2 separate regions of the Columba livia genome follow, and region 1 is linked to region 2. Evidence: chromatin contacts called from public Hi-C data. All regions are on one chromosome and are shown on one strand. Each heading gives the region's core, a stretch centred on a gene start, on an enhancer-like site or on the middle of the called end of the contact. The rest is flanking DNA. Distances are from core to core; before and after follow the strand shown. Region 1 holds the start of MYLK2 (myosin light chain kinase 2). Region 2 has its middle 13 kb from the start of NOL4L.

Region 1 (6,803 bases), core at 1,185-3,684, 200 kb after region 2:
GGGTCTCCACATTTTCAGCTTTCTTCTCTCCATCATGGGCCTTTACAGGAGGCGGGACCTTCTCCTTTGCAGCAGCCAGAGTTTCCTCCTTTGCAGGCTTTTCTTTGCTTTCATTCTCAGCCTTTGATGCAACTGTTTTTTTTTCCACCTTTGCAGTTTTCTTCCCTCCGTCCTGCACCTTTGCAGCAGATGGGGCTTTCTCCTTTGCAGGCTCTATTTTGTTTCCATCTTGAGGCTTCTTTGCAGCTGGGCTTTTCTCTGCCTTTGCTGCTGCCTTCTCTCCATCCTGAGCCTTTGCAGCCGCTGGGGCCTTCTCCTTTGCAGGAGCTGGGCCTTTCTCCTTTGCAGGCTCCTCTTTGCCTCCATCTTGTGCCTTTTTTGCAGCTGGGGCTTTTTCTGCCTTTGCTACTTTATTCTCTCCATTCTGAGCCTTTACAGTAGCTGGAGCCTTCTCCTTTGCAGGCTTTTTATCAGCAGGGGTTTTCTCTGCCTTTACAGCTTTCTTCCCTCCATCCTGACCTTTTTCAGCAGCTGTGGTTTTCTCCTTTGCAGGCTCTTCTTTGCCTCCATCCTGAGCCTGTTGTGCAGCCAAGGCCGTCACCTCCCCGGGTTTTGCCTTCTCACCTTCTGCCTGTGCTGCAGCCGGAGCCTTCCCCTCCGCAGGCTCCGCTTTCCCACCACCCTCAGCCTTTAACCCACCAGGGGCCTGATCCTTCGAGGGCTTGTCCTTCCCTCCATCCTGAGCCTCTCCTGCAGCTGGGCCCTTCCCCTCCACAGGCTCTGCCTGTCCTCCTTTGGGCTCTCCTACAGCTGGACCCTTCTTCCCGGGCTCATCCTTCCCTCCATCTCGAACCTCAGCGGCCACCAGCACCTTCCCCTCGGCAGATGCTGCCATCCCTCTGCCATGCTGCACAGCTGGAGCCTCCTTGCCTGCCGCTGCCATCCCTCCATCCCCGGGCTCCGGAGCGGTCAGGGTTATCTCCCCAGCGGACTCTACCTTTCCTCCTCCAGCTGCTCCCACAGGCTTTGCCTCCCCAGGCTCTGGCTGTGCCCCATCCCACACCACAGCACCTGCTGGAGCCTTCTGCTGCCCAGCCTTGTCCTTCCCTTTATCCTGCACCCCAGTGGCAGCCGCCACTGTCCCTTCCGTGGGCGCTGCCATCCCCGCCTGGGGCTGGGCAGCCTGCAGAGCTTCTGGGACCGGCTGGGTTGTGCTGGCTTCTGCTCCAGGGGAGGCTGTGCCACCAGCCCCCCCAGTGCCAGGCATGCTGCCCACCCCACCGCCCCGCTCCATGGGGACTCCGGGGCACAAGGTGGCTGCCCCACGGGGCTCCCGGGTCAGCGAGGCTCCTGTGGGGGAGAAGAGAGATGCTGAGGGATCCCCAGACCCAATGCCCCACAGAGGAGCACAGCAGGACATGGGCAGCAAGTCTGCACATGCAGGAGAGGGACAAGCTGCTGCTATACAGCCAGAAACCAGGAATCACATCCCCACCACGCAGGCAGCAGCTCCCAGGGCTGGTGGTACTGAGCTGGGGTGCCCATGTATCTATCTGCTGCACGGTGACTGATCGATGGCCTGACGCCGGCACCTGTCACTGCCATGGGGTGGCTGGCGTGCAAACAGCCAGCACGGCCAGGGCGACAATTTAAGACTAAGTCCCCCCACGGTGGGACAGGAGATGGCAGCTCCAGCCCCAGGCTGGTGGTGGGGATCAGGCGAGGTGAGCATCCCCGCATGGCCCCACCGCTGCCCACCGCCAATCGCACCAGCAGCTTGAGAGCCATGGGGACCTCAGGGGCCATGGGGACTCCCAGTCCCAGTGTTGCCAGTCCCCCTGCCCAGTGGTGACCCCAGCTCCTGCTCAAGCAGTCCCCACCAAGGAGACCTGCTCCTGCCCATGTACCCACACAGGCTGCCAGCACAATCTGCCACCATGTCCCCTCCAGCTCATTGCCCATTCCACAAGTCCTTGTCCCTGCTCAGCCACCTCCCATCACCTTGTCCAAAAACACCCCCCTTGCACAGAGGCCAGGATAGCCCAGCCCTGGACTAAACCCACCAGTGACCATCCCAGTAAGAGGGGAGTCACTCGCCAGTCTTACTGAGACAGGAGCTGCAAGCAGCTGGTTCCCAGCTGAGCAGTCCCATGTCTCACAGCTCAGCATGTGGACCCCACAGGGACAGACAAGTCCCTCGTAGGCCTGGGGGCTCCACCCTCCCCGGGACCCCCCCCATGTCGTGCCCAACGTGGACCGCCCTGGGGACCCCCCAGCCCCCTCACCTGTGTCCCAGCGCAGCAGGCGGTCAGGACAGCAGCATCTGCACTGTGGCAGCACCCGAGCGAGCAGCCCCTTCTATCCCGGGTGTAACGGAGCCGGATTAGTGTGGGCAGAGGAGGATCCTTTACAGCAGCGGGAGCCGTCCCGCTTCGCCTTTCCCAGCACCTGTTGCTGCTGGAACCCATTCAAAGGACACGCCACTCTTCTCTGTCCCCACGGACCAGGGACACGCAGACACGGGGCAGGGGACAGAGCTGCCTCATGACTGGACACTGGCCACAGCAGCACCTCAAAAACATCCCATAGGGGTGGCCTGGCCAACCAGGCAGGGTCCAAGTGCTTCCAAGGCGTCCACAGGTGACACAGAGTGGCCACTGGTCACCCCATGGGGATGGCGGCCCAGAGCAGCCAGTGTCAACCCCCAGTGCTGCTGAACTCTGGCCGGCTCTGCCCACTGGTGCCAGTCCCTGGGGACAGCAGCTCTGCAGGGGCACAATGTGGCACTGAGGGCACCCCCAGCTTGGCACCACTGCTGGGGTCTGAGACAGAACCACCAGCAGCCAGGCACAGCAGCAGCTGCAGCCTGCTCCAGAACCAGTCAAAAGACTCGCTTCCAACAAAATGAGGCATTTGGGGGATCAGGGAAAGAAACAGAGGAGCTGAGGTCTGTGTTCCCGAGCTCTCCATCCCATGGGCACATGGAGCTCAAGTCCTGCCCAGCTGCTCCCACCTGGGACTTGCAAGGCTGAGCTGAGGCCACCAACACAAGAGCAACACACATGTCACTTGCAGCAGCTCCCAGAAGGATGCAAAAGTGTCATAGAATCACAAAATCACTTTGGCTGGAAAAGAACCTCAAGATCACAAAGTCCAACCATTAACCCACCCCTGGCACTACACACGTCCCTGAGAACCTCATCTCCGTATCTGTTCAACTCCTCCAGGGATGGTGACTCCACCACTGCCCTGGGAAGCTCTTCCAGCCCTTTGGGGAAGAAATTGTTCCCAAGATCCAACCCCAACCTCCCCTGGTGCAACTTGAGGCCATTTCCTCTCATCCTGGTGCTGGTTCCTTGGGAGCAGAGCCCAACACCCTCCAGGCAGGGACAGCACCACTCCGTGTTGTAAAACCCCAGCTCCCAGCAAGCCACCACCTTCTGTGCACGAGAAAATGCCACGTGTCTCACATGTGGCATTGAGAGCAAGATACACGAGGATGGGGACATGGCTGTGCCCCTGTTCTGGCACGTGTCCCTCTGCCTGAGATCCGGACCTGGAATGTGACGAGAACCACGAGGGATTGCACAGGAGCAGGCACGTGGCTCCACCCAGCAGTGCCAACGCAGTTGTGTATTTGCAGATGTTGGAGCATCTCTGGCTCTCGGGTACCATGACACCTGCGCTGTCTGTCCCCAGCGTGGCCACCGCCCCCATGGCGAGCGAGTCCCCCCAGCTTGGCCTCTGCAGGAAATGCCGGTAGGAATAACTGGCGAGACATCGTGCTTGGGGCAGTGGGGACTCTGCTGACCGACTGTCATCACCAAGGTACAGCTTGGAATTGCCTCCCCCCCTCCTCCAGCCAAGGGCTGCCAGGCACCTGGAGGCCACCAATGTCACTTGAGGCACATGCTGCCACCGCTCTGCCAGCCCATGGCTCTGCACCCTCCACAACCCCGGCTGGAAGGAGCACAGACACATGCCAGGGAGGGGAGCAGCCGTGGCCCCTCCAGGGGCCAGTGGGTGCAGTGGGAGGTGGGATAAAACCCTCCCAGGAGAGCTGGAACAGCTGCTGGGAGCTCCCCAGCCCTTTGGGGGCACTGGCAATGTCACACGTCACCTGAGAGACAGGGTTGGTGTCCAGGCCTTGGGACGATGTGAGGGAGCAAAGCTCAGAGCAGACACTGCAGAGCCATGGGAGTGGTTCTCTAAAGGAACTGCAGGAGAAGGATGAGTGGCCCATGGTTTGGCACTGTTACAAGACAAGATTCACTTGTGGGCAAAGAGAAACAAGCTGAAAACTTTCCCCTTGGGGAAAGATTTAGTGTCAAAGGGCAATAGCTGCTGCACACCAGGATTGTAGATGCCTCAGTCATAAAACCCACACCCCAACAAGCAGCATTGTGCCCTGGGTCTCTGCAGAGCACACAGCAAACCAACCACCACCAAGGCTTCTCAGGTTGTTTTTTTTCCTCCTCCCCATTCAGGAACTGAAGCCAGAGTCTGCATTGGCTGCAGTGGGAAACAGCCTGTCCCGGGGCTCTGGCAAAGCCTCAGGCACGCCGGCTCCCTGGCGACACGGTTGTCACAACTCTCAGCACACTTTAACCTTTCTGCTTTTCACGGCTGGGGAGGCTCCATGTGCAGCCAGACCCTGCCCGTTCTCCAGGAAACCCAACACCCCAGCTAAATCGAGCAGCAGCAGCGCAGGCAAGAACAACATCCCCACCTGAATCCTGGCCCCGCCGCTGTCACACAGGCCAGCCGGGCTGCCGGTCTTGGTGGGGACTGACCGATGTGGCAGCTCAACTGCTGCCATCAGCACCCAGGACTGTCCCACCGAGCTGCCATTGTGTCATGGCAGCTCCAGCCAGGGTAGTGGGCAAAGAGTAGAAAGATCCCAACAGCACCAGGAGAGCTTCCAGAGGCACACAGCAGCTCGAGGACAGCGACACCAGGAGTGCCAAGCGTGGATCCACAGCAGAAGTTTCTTTGCACACTCAAGGTCCTGCCATGGCCCATCCAGCAGATCACAAGTGTTCACCACAACAGGAATCCCATTGAGACAGACAAATGGAAAACCTGCACACCTGTTCTGCATTGATATCCCTCAAGCATTGCACTTTTTAGGAGAATTCCTACAAAAACATCATCCTCGGGTACAACAATGTCCCCCTTTGTGTTTAGCTCTCTGAGGATCTCCTCCCTCTGTTATCCCTCTCAGACTGGGAATAAAACACCAGCAAACGCTGAAGCACTTTAGCAATGACAGCAACAGTGACGCTCACCAGAGCCCTCAGCTGGAGTCCCACACCCAACAGGTTTGAACTCCTTCTCTTCTCCACTTGAAAGAAAATCTGAATAAAGGGCCACACACTCTAAGAACTCTTCTCCAATGGTATCCAAATTCAGAGGAAATGAAAGCATATGTTTGCCATAATCCCCAAAATCCTACCTGGACAAATTGTTTCCATGTTCTCCTGTTCAGAGCAGCAGCACAGAGGGAGCAGCCCAGTCACACTGTCCCAGCGAGACATGAAGGGGAGAGACCCATGCCCAGGGCAGAGGCAAAGCCCCCATGTCATAACAGGCACAAGGAGCCAAGGCAGCCCAAAGAGCTTTGTGTTTTCCAAGCCTCAGCCAGAGACCTTGCTCTCATTCTTTTCTCCAACAGCTTCAAACACAGCTCCCGTCACTGCTGTACCTTTTTTTTGCAAGCACCTTTTCAGCTCAAGAAACAGCACCACAGGATCACCTGAGTGAGCATGGCAGGTTAACAGCACCGCAGACACATCAGCAGGCAGCACTGGTGCCTGAGCACCGTTTAGATGTAGTTGTGCCCCAACCCCTTGTCTTTTGCAGTCAGTTTTCTTGTGAAGACAAACCCAAGGAAAGGTCTAAGCACAGTTGTACAAGACAAGAAATCACATCACAACGCTAAGGTAAGAAATAATTCGTAGTAAGTTTTAATCTAAATTTGATCACCTCTTTGCAATGCTGGCAGTTGTGTCCTCTGGTCTATATTTAGTCCCGCGGGCTGCGCTGGCTGGGAGATGACACGGCTTTGGCCACGAGAAGGGCGCAGCGGGAGCCAGGAGGCAGCTCCCAGCCAGTCATTTGCCAGTTAAGTGGTTCCCCAAATAGAATTACTTCAGCTATAAAACAGCAGAAGGTTTAATGCTCTAATATACACAGGGAACTACTTTAAAGCGTGGGCAAGATTTGTATTAGCACTTGCCTAAACATCAACAGGAAAAGTCAGACTTGCAATATGCTGGCTTGCAGAACCCACGTTACTTAACACAGTTCAAGCTTAACACAGGTTAAAGGCCTAAGAAACAGACACCTGAAACTGATACTTAGCTGTACAAAGACAAAGCAGCTCTTCCAGATGTGCACATCCCTGTATATTCACCAAGTGCCCTTCAGCAAAATCTCCTCTGCAGGAAAAGGATTCAGCCCACTAGCAAGAGGCAGCGATCAGATTAGAATTTTTATTTAGTTCTGGTACACAATATTCATATATAATATAAAAACCTAGTTTAGTCTTTTGAGAACTAGATGTCCAGAGCTGAAGTGAAACTGTATGGCACAGCCTAGTCGCTGTGCCTCAGCCACCTGCCTCAGGTGGAGTTAAACTACTCAATAAACAATAATGGAATCAAGTGTAGGAGTTGAGACAGCAAGCACATAGAAACTGTTCCCTCTCTGCTTATCAAGAGAGTGGAGGAATGGGATCTCCCTCCTCCTACCACATGAGGCATATCAGCACCTAAACCTATCTGAGAAGTTGGGAGACTTGG
Region 2 (6,981 bases), core at 2,227-4,726:
GGAGCAGCCAGGTCTCAGGGCGCCGTTTCAGAGCCCAGCCCAGAGAGGAGCCCCTCAAGCTGGGGGCCAGGCTGAGCTGGCCTCTCACTGCACCCTATTGCAACTGCTTCCCTTCCGGGCACAGCTTGGGTAGTGGCACCTGAGACTGCTGTGACGAACCCACCCTGTCCCCACAGCCTGGTCCTGCTGCTCCCCTCTGTGACCCCCCGAGGGGCCGCAGGCTCCCGCGTGGCAGTGGGATCATCCTGCCAGTTGAGACGGCTCAGCTCCCATTTCCACACAGCTCCATTTTATAGGGCTGCTCTGTCCCAGGGGCATCGCTGCGGCAGCACAGCCGCTAACGAGGTTATCCCCGACCACACCACCGAGTTCGCCATGGCACAAGAGGGAAAGCAGGGTTAACCCTTGTGCTGCTGATGCACCTCGCAGAACTGGGGAATATCTTTGTTTGAGTGCGTGCTCTTAATAAGTCCCAATAGCGATCAGCTGCTGTGAAACACCAGGCGAAGGAGCCCCTGTGCCATCCCCATGCTGGGTCCTGTGCCTCAGCATCCCCCCGCCCCGAGCATTGTCCCCATCCCCAACAGCAGCGCTGAGCCTGAGGCGGCACCAACCCCTGCACATGGTGCTCTCAGGTCGGGTTTCGGGGCTGCAGCCCAAGGAAGGGCTGTGCATGACCCCATCAGCAGCTGAGCCAAAGTCCTTCCCCGAGCTTTGTTTCGCAGCGGGATGGGATGGTGAACAACCAGCGGGACCCTGCATGCAGGAGGCTGCTTGGCTGAGGCGGCTGCAAGCTCTGCTCCCCGCAGGCACCACAGCACTGCCTGTGTCTCCGTGACAGTGTGGGGCCTGCAAGCAAGGTCAACGGCCCTTTCCTTGATGGGCTCCTGCTCCACAGCATCCCGGGGCTGGCGAGAGCCACTGTCCCTGGGGCTCGGGGCTGTCCCTACTGCGGGTGGGGGGTGCAGACAGCGCTCCCCGGGCACCACCAGCTGGGGCAGCTCCATCTTTCCGGCTCCGGAGCCCCGCGGGGCAGGGTTTGGGGGCGGAGGTCCCCCGGCAGGACCCTCATTTTCCTCTACGCCTCACATCGCTGCTGAGCCCCCGCAAACTCACGGCAGCGCGGTGACCGGGCGCTGCCCCCGCACCCCCGCCGCGGTGCGCAGCGCGGACCAGCAGAGGGCGCCAGAGCACCGCGCAGCTCCGCAGCACCCCCGCCCCCATCCCGTTCCCACCCCCCGGGCTCCCCGCCCTGCGCCCTCCATCCTCCGGGCATCGCTCCCGCATCCCTCCCCTCCCCTTCCCGCCCTCCGATCCCTCCCTGCATCCCCCGGGCATCCCTGCCCCCCCTCCACCGGCCGCCCCCTTCCCTCCGAGCATCCTTCTCCCTCCACCCCTCCCCAGTCCGCCCCCCGTCCCCCAATCCCTCCCCCCGGCAGACAACAGCACCATCTCCCCCACAGCCCCCACAAGTGCTTTCCCAGCCTGGGCCCCGGGAGCACCCGGTCCTGCCCCACCGCCCCCAGCGCAGCCCCTGGGCTGGGGGCTGGAGCCGTGTCACGGCAGCACACCCCCTATTCGCGGTCCACATTTATTCAAAATGCAATAAAAATGAAAACCAACTGTCCTTATTTCATGCTATCGCCTGGAGATGGTGCCTGAGCGGGTCCTGTCCCACCCCAAGCACCCCACGATGTGCCACATCGGGGTGGCTCATCATTTGGGTTGGCTTTGCTAAGAGCAGGTTAAAAACAATAATAGGGAGAAACATAGCCTTGCTGGAGGCCACCTCACAGCAGCTGGTTACCCAGCCAGGTGGGTATTTTTAGTTTCCACTACTGAGGAACTGGCTGTAAATATACATATATATATATATATATACATATACATACATACACACACACAAAAGTGGGGTGTGTGGGACACTGAGGGGTGCCCAGGGCCCCGTCTGCAAGTGGCCCCTGCAAGGCTGGAGCTGAGGGTGTAGCAAGGACAGAACACGGGACGAGGGGGTGGCTGGATGCCTGCGGATGCTGGACCCTTCACCGCCATCCTCAGTGCAGAGCCAGGGACACCTGGGGTCAGGCACAGCCCCACAGGCTGGCGCAGCCGAGGTCCTGCTGCCTGGGAGGGACACAAGGGACATGAGGCCACAGGGCTGGAGCCAGAGCCGCCCCCACCCCAGCTGCGGGCAGAGCTGATGGAGCAGGTTACAGAGAGGGGGAGCACACGCCTTCTCACCAGCTTTTCTACTTGATCCATCTCACATATAAGTGAATTCTGAGCACACAATGCAGTTATTGAATAAAATTATGCTTTTTTTAGTACTTGTATGCATGTCATTTTTAAGGCTCTGCCTAGAAACCAACCTTACAGCCAGAAGCAGAAAGATCAGAGGGAAAAGCCAGGCCAAGCCCAGACACCGCACAGGACTTGGAGGGTTGCTGGACGCATGGATCCAAGCACAGCAGCACCAACAGGAGCAGCTTGTGTGTGGCATGTCTGTCCCTTGCAGGTGACAAGCCCGTTGCTCCTTGCACCCCGGGGAAGGAGGAAAAAGCCCTCCTGGCTGGGGCAGGGCTGCAGCAGGGAGGTCAGAGACTGCAGCCAGCCCAGGGGCTGCCGCTCCTCTCCCCATCACCATCCCTCCTGGCGTCAGCTCTGTCCCCCTGCCCAGCCCCTCCCGCAGAGGACGAGTCCTGCCTTCCCCTCTGCCACCTCATCACCCTCCAGGCAGCATGGCCGAGGTGCTGCCAGCTCCATCTGCACCGCACAGTGAGCACCAGGCCAAGTGGCAGGACCCAGCAATCACATTTTCTTGGAGCACATCCTGCTCCCACCTCACCGAGGGTGTCAGAAACGGGTGGCTGTAATAACAGTGCTGTGAATAACTGCGGCTCACTCACCATGGCCTCCCTGCCTGCTGTGTGCTCCTGCTCTGCCTCCAGCTCCAGCCGCATCCCCTCCCAAGGAGGTTCCTGCCATGAGGTGCCCGGTTTCCAGCCTGCTTTCCAGCCTGCCCCAGCCCAGCTTCCAGGAGTTCCCAATCCCTCCCACCCAAGGGCTCACCCAGAAATGTTTCTCCCTCCTGCAGCTGGTTTGGCTTTTGTCTATCACTTCCCTCCCAGCAGGGCTCCCATGAGCCAGGGGCACACAAAAAAAACCCAACCACACCAAATGGAGGATCTGCTGCCCTGTGATAGACAGCATTGCCTAAACACGGCACAGCACAAAGGGCTCACAGAGCTTTTATTGCTGCTGATCCCTGCGCTGCTACCCCAGAGCTGCCTGGAGCAGAGTCTGCCCTTGTAGCTGCCATTCTGCAAACAACCCTCCCCAGGGCCCCTCGGGAGGGCTGGGGCACAGCTCCCCGCTCCCGGCGTGACAGCCCGGCCAGAGGGCAGCAGGTACCCCCTGCCACCAAACCGGCTGCGGCAGCGCTGGCTGCGCTGCTGCCATCTGTTCGGCAGGCACAGCCCATGTCACGCTGAGCTGCAGGAGCGGTGCCAAAGTCCCCAGACCTCACTGGGGCACCCGCACAGGAACCGGGGTTTGAGCGTGGTGACTGGTGTGCTTTTCAGCCCTGGTGAAAACATGAAGGCACAGATGCCAGTGGCACCTTCTCCAGCTCTGTAGATGAGCCCTGTGGGGTGGGGCTGTGGGCAGCCTGGGGGTGCTGGGGCTCTGGTGGGGGGCAGTTCAGAGCCCACCCACCGCCTGGGGAGATGAGGACCTTGTGGGGTCCAAGCAGCAACCTCTACGCTGGTGCGTCCCAGCAAGGACACGGTGGTCATGGGGCCAGAGCGGCGCTGGGAAGCCTTGTGCCGAGCTCCGTCCCGCTCCGCTTGCTCGCGAGTGACAGGATTTGTCAACAGGGAGCTGATGAGTCCCCTGGGGCTGCCAGTTCGCTGCCTCCCTGCACCTCCTGCCCGACTGCACATGGCTGCTGCAGGCACTGAGAGCGGGCTGGCCCCAAGCAGCCGACTGTGCTGGAGGGTCTGCACCCACTGCCCCACCAAACACCCTGGTGTGGAGTCCCCAACCCCACTGCCCAGGCAGCGTGGCAGCTCCAGAGATGCTGATCCCATAAGGTGTTTCTGAAAGATGCTCAGTGTAACCCGGGCACTGCTTGGCACATGGAGCAGCCCCACGCCGCAGAGAGAGGAGAGAACAAGAAGAGCCCTCTGATGGCTGCCTTGTCCCTTGTAAACACCAACTTTGAGAGCATCAAATTACAGCCGCTGCAGCCGCTCCAAACAAGATGGTAATCAGGAGTGCGGGAGGCCCTGTGCCTGCACAGCGGGTGCTGCCAGGCAGCCGGGAGCACTGGGGCCCAGTGGCACCGCTGAGGCCGTGACATTCGCTCTGGCACGGCGGGGCTGCCGGGGCCCAGTGCAAGTGATGGTCCCAGTGTTGCCTTGACCCCATCCAGCGCAGCGGGTGAGCTGAGCCCTGGGGCGTGCAGGAGCTGCACGCTGCCCCCGGCCCAGCTGCTGGCCCTGGCAGACCCATTACCCACGTATCCCTGGGTGCAGACGCAGAGGAGGACTCGGTGGGCACAGGGTCCCCATGGCAGGGCAAGTGCCACAGTTCAGCAGCCCCAGCAGGGCATGTCATAGCCCGGCAGCCGTGGGTGTGCGGTGTGGATGACTCCCACGGCAAGAGCTGGGGTGTACAGAGTCTCCATGGGACAGGGCTTGGTCTGCTGCTGCCGCCCTCCCTCCTGGTGTCACAGCTCAGGAGATGAACCGTCCCTGCAGCCTGGAGCTTCTCCCCAGCCCCTCCTGCAGCAGGGCCGGTACGGGAGGTGCAGCCTTGCTCCACAGAGAGCTCGCAGCCGAGCAGAGCCTTTGCAGACAGGCACAGCCTGGCAAAGCAGCGGCCCCGGAACCGTGCAGCTGGCAGAGCTGTGGGCAGCTGCCTGCCGAGCAGGGCTCCCCTCTCACCCCCTCCCCGGCGCCCCCGCCGGGGAGGAGCCGCCCCCGTCCCGCCCCCCCGCCGCTCCCCGCTGGGCTCCGGCCCCGCGCTGCGGCGCTCCCGGTCCCGGCTGCGGGGAGGAGGCGGCCGGTGCCGCCCGCCCTCGCTCCCGCCCCCCCGGCACCGAGCACGGACCGAGCGCTTCCCGCCAGCCCGGAGCTCCAGGGTCCCCGTCCTGCCCGTGCGCGGCCACACACCCGCCACGCTGCCCCTTCTTCCCTCCCCGCGGCGGGGACACGCTCGTCCCCGGCCCCCCCGCCCCGCGTCCCGGGGCCACCGCGCTCGGCCGGGCCGCGGTGCGCGGTGCCGGCGCGGACACGCGGGACCGGGGACACACGGGACCACGGCTCCACGCCGGCCCCAGCTGCCCCCGCTGCGGCAGCTGGCGGGGTGGGCGGGCGGCGGATCAGCTGCGAGCCGCGGCCGGGATCAGCTGCGCTGCGCTCCGCCGGGGCCCCCCCGCTCCCCGGGGACGGGCGGCAGCACCGGCCCCCCCGACTCCTCCCGGGCACCTCCCGCCGCCGCTCCCGGCGCTGCCCGCCCTACCTGCCCGCCGCCCCTCCCGGCCCTCCCCGGAGCCGCTGGCTGCCGCCCAGCCCGAGCTGCCCTGCTCTCCTCCTCCTCCTCCTGCTGCTGCTGCTGCTGCTGCGGGCGCTGGCAGTGGCCTGCGCAGCCCTGGCTAATCTCACGGGTATAAAATCCACTCTGCAGCTTTTGCCGGACAGGAGCCGGAGCGGTTCCCGGGCGGCGCGGGGCTCCGCCGGTCCCGGGAGCCCGGGAGGGAGACGCTCCCCGGCGGGGATGCTCCGTCCGAGCCCTCCCCGCATAGTGCAGCCATAGCAACAGCGATGGGCTGTCCCAGCCGGAGTCTGCAGTGCAATAAAAGGAGAGAGAGGGACGCAGGGAGAGAGCGAGCGGCGCGTTGCGCTGGGCAATCTCCTAAGGGGTTGGCACAAACAAACAGCAACTGGAAGCAACTGGAGCCAATCCCCCAGCTCCCTTTGTAATGCTTTCTGACACAGATTCCCTCTCCATGGCTGACTTTGCAAGTTTCCCCATCCTCTCTCTTCCTCGCACGGCTTCTTTTCATGCGACTAAATTATACACGAGAGGAGGGACATGCTGGAAATTCTAGTGAAAAAAATAAAAACGTGCAGGTTTGTGCAGGCGGCTGCAGCCTGGGCACCTCCAGGACTCCCGCTGCAAGCGAAGAGGGACGGGACCTGGTCCCAGGTCAGTAGAATTAAAGCCCGTAAATTTTGAAACCACCAAGAAAAAAAGCTTTTCCCGCGGGTGCGCAGACCGGGGCCGTGCCTGCGGGGAGCCCGCGGGGGGGCCGGCACCGCGGCCCCTCCAGCAGCGGCAGCCGCTGTCCCAGCACGCAGCATCCTCGGGGACGGAAGACGATGCATTCACTTCCCCTGAGAAATGTCTTGTTTAGGGGCCAGTAAAAAATATGCAAATCTGGCAGTGCTGGGCCTCTGAGCCTCCCAGGCAGCCTTCCTCCCCCCATCGCTTCAGCTCGGTGGGGGCGAGCTGAGCCCTGAGCAGCACAGGGAAGGGAAGGGAAGGGAAGGGAAAGGCAGGGCCGGAGGGAGCGCGGGGGCGGCAGGAGAGGCTGTGGGCTGAGATTTGGGATGCCGTAGAGCAGGACGCGGAGATGCGCGCGGGATAGCGGCTCCCCGAGACAGCGGGCATGCGGACAAGGCTGCTGCTCCCCGCAAGCCCGGGTGGGTGGAGCGTGCTGTCACTTTTTGGTGCTGGGCAAGCCCGGCATCGCTGTCGCAGAATTGCTGCCTGTGCTCTGATGAGTCAGTCACGGCGCTGCCACGTTCTCCTCCCACCAGGCAGAGCCCCGTGGCGGGTCGGTCGTGCCCCGCATCGGGACGCTCCCGCACACGCCGTGCGGGTTCTGCGCCGGGACCACGCGCGTGGGTGAATCCCCGGCAGCGGCTCCCCGGGGAAGCCCCCCCGGAGCAAGGGGCTGCGCAGGGCCGAGGACAC

The links. Hi-C and Micro-C count contacts between places; a contact is called where the count stands out from the background.
Region 1: a contact with region 2 is called in a Hi-C map of liver, with 2.3 times the contacts expected there. The contact joins the promoter of MYLK2 here to the enhancer-like site in region 2. A contact is called at or near these places in 2 of 2 Hi-C or Micro-C datasets (crop and liver).

Annotation. Positions count from the first base shown.
Region 1 is chr16:6,087,369-6,094,171 of bColLiv1.pat.W.v2, forward strand. It overlaps MYLK2 (myosin light chain kinase 2), which reads right to left and starts at 2,435. Exons shown (of 12, transcript XM_065032112.1): 1 at 2,286-2,435; 2 at 1-1,350. The coding sequence starts at 1,294. TPX2 (TPX2 microtubule nucleation factor) reads right to left here. Exons shown (of 17, transcript XM_065032127.1): 17 at 6,481-6,803. The coding sequence ends at 6,766.
Region 2 is chr16:5,881,510-5,888,490 of bColLiv1.pat.W.v2, forward strand. No RefSeq gene overlaps it. Among named protein-coding and RNA genes, the nearest start is that of NOL4L, 13 kb to the right of the region's middle. Within about 2 kb of position 3,477, at least 2 of the 3 cell types and tissues checked have an H3K27ac peak away from gene starts, as active enhancers do.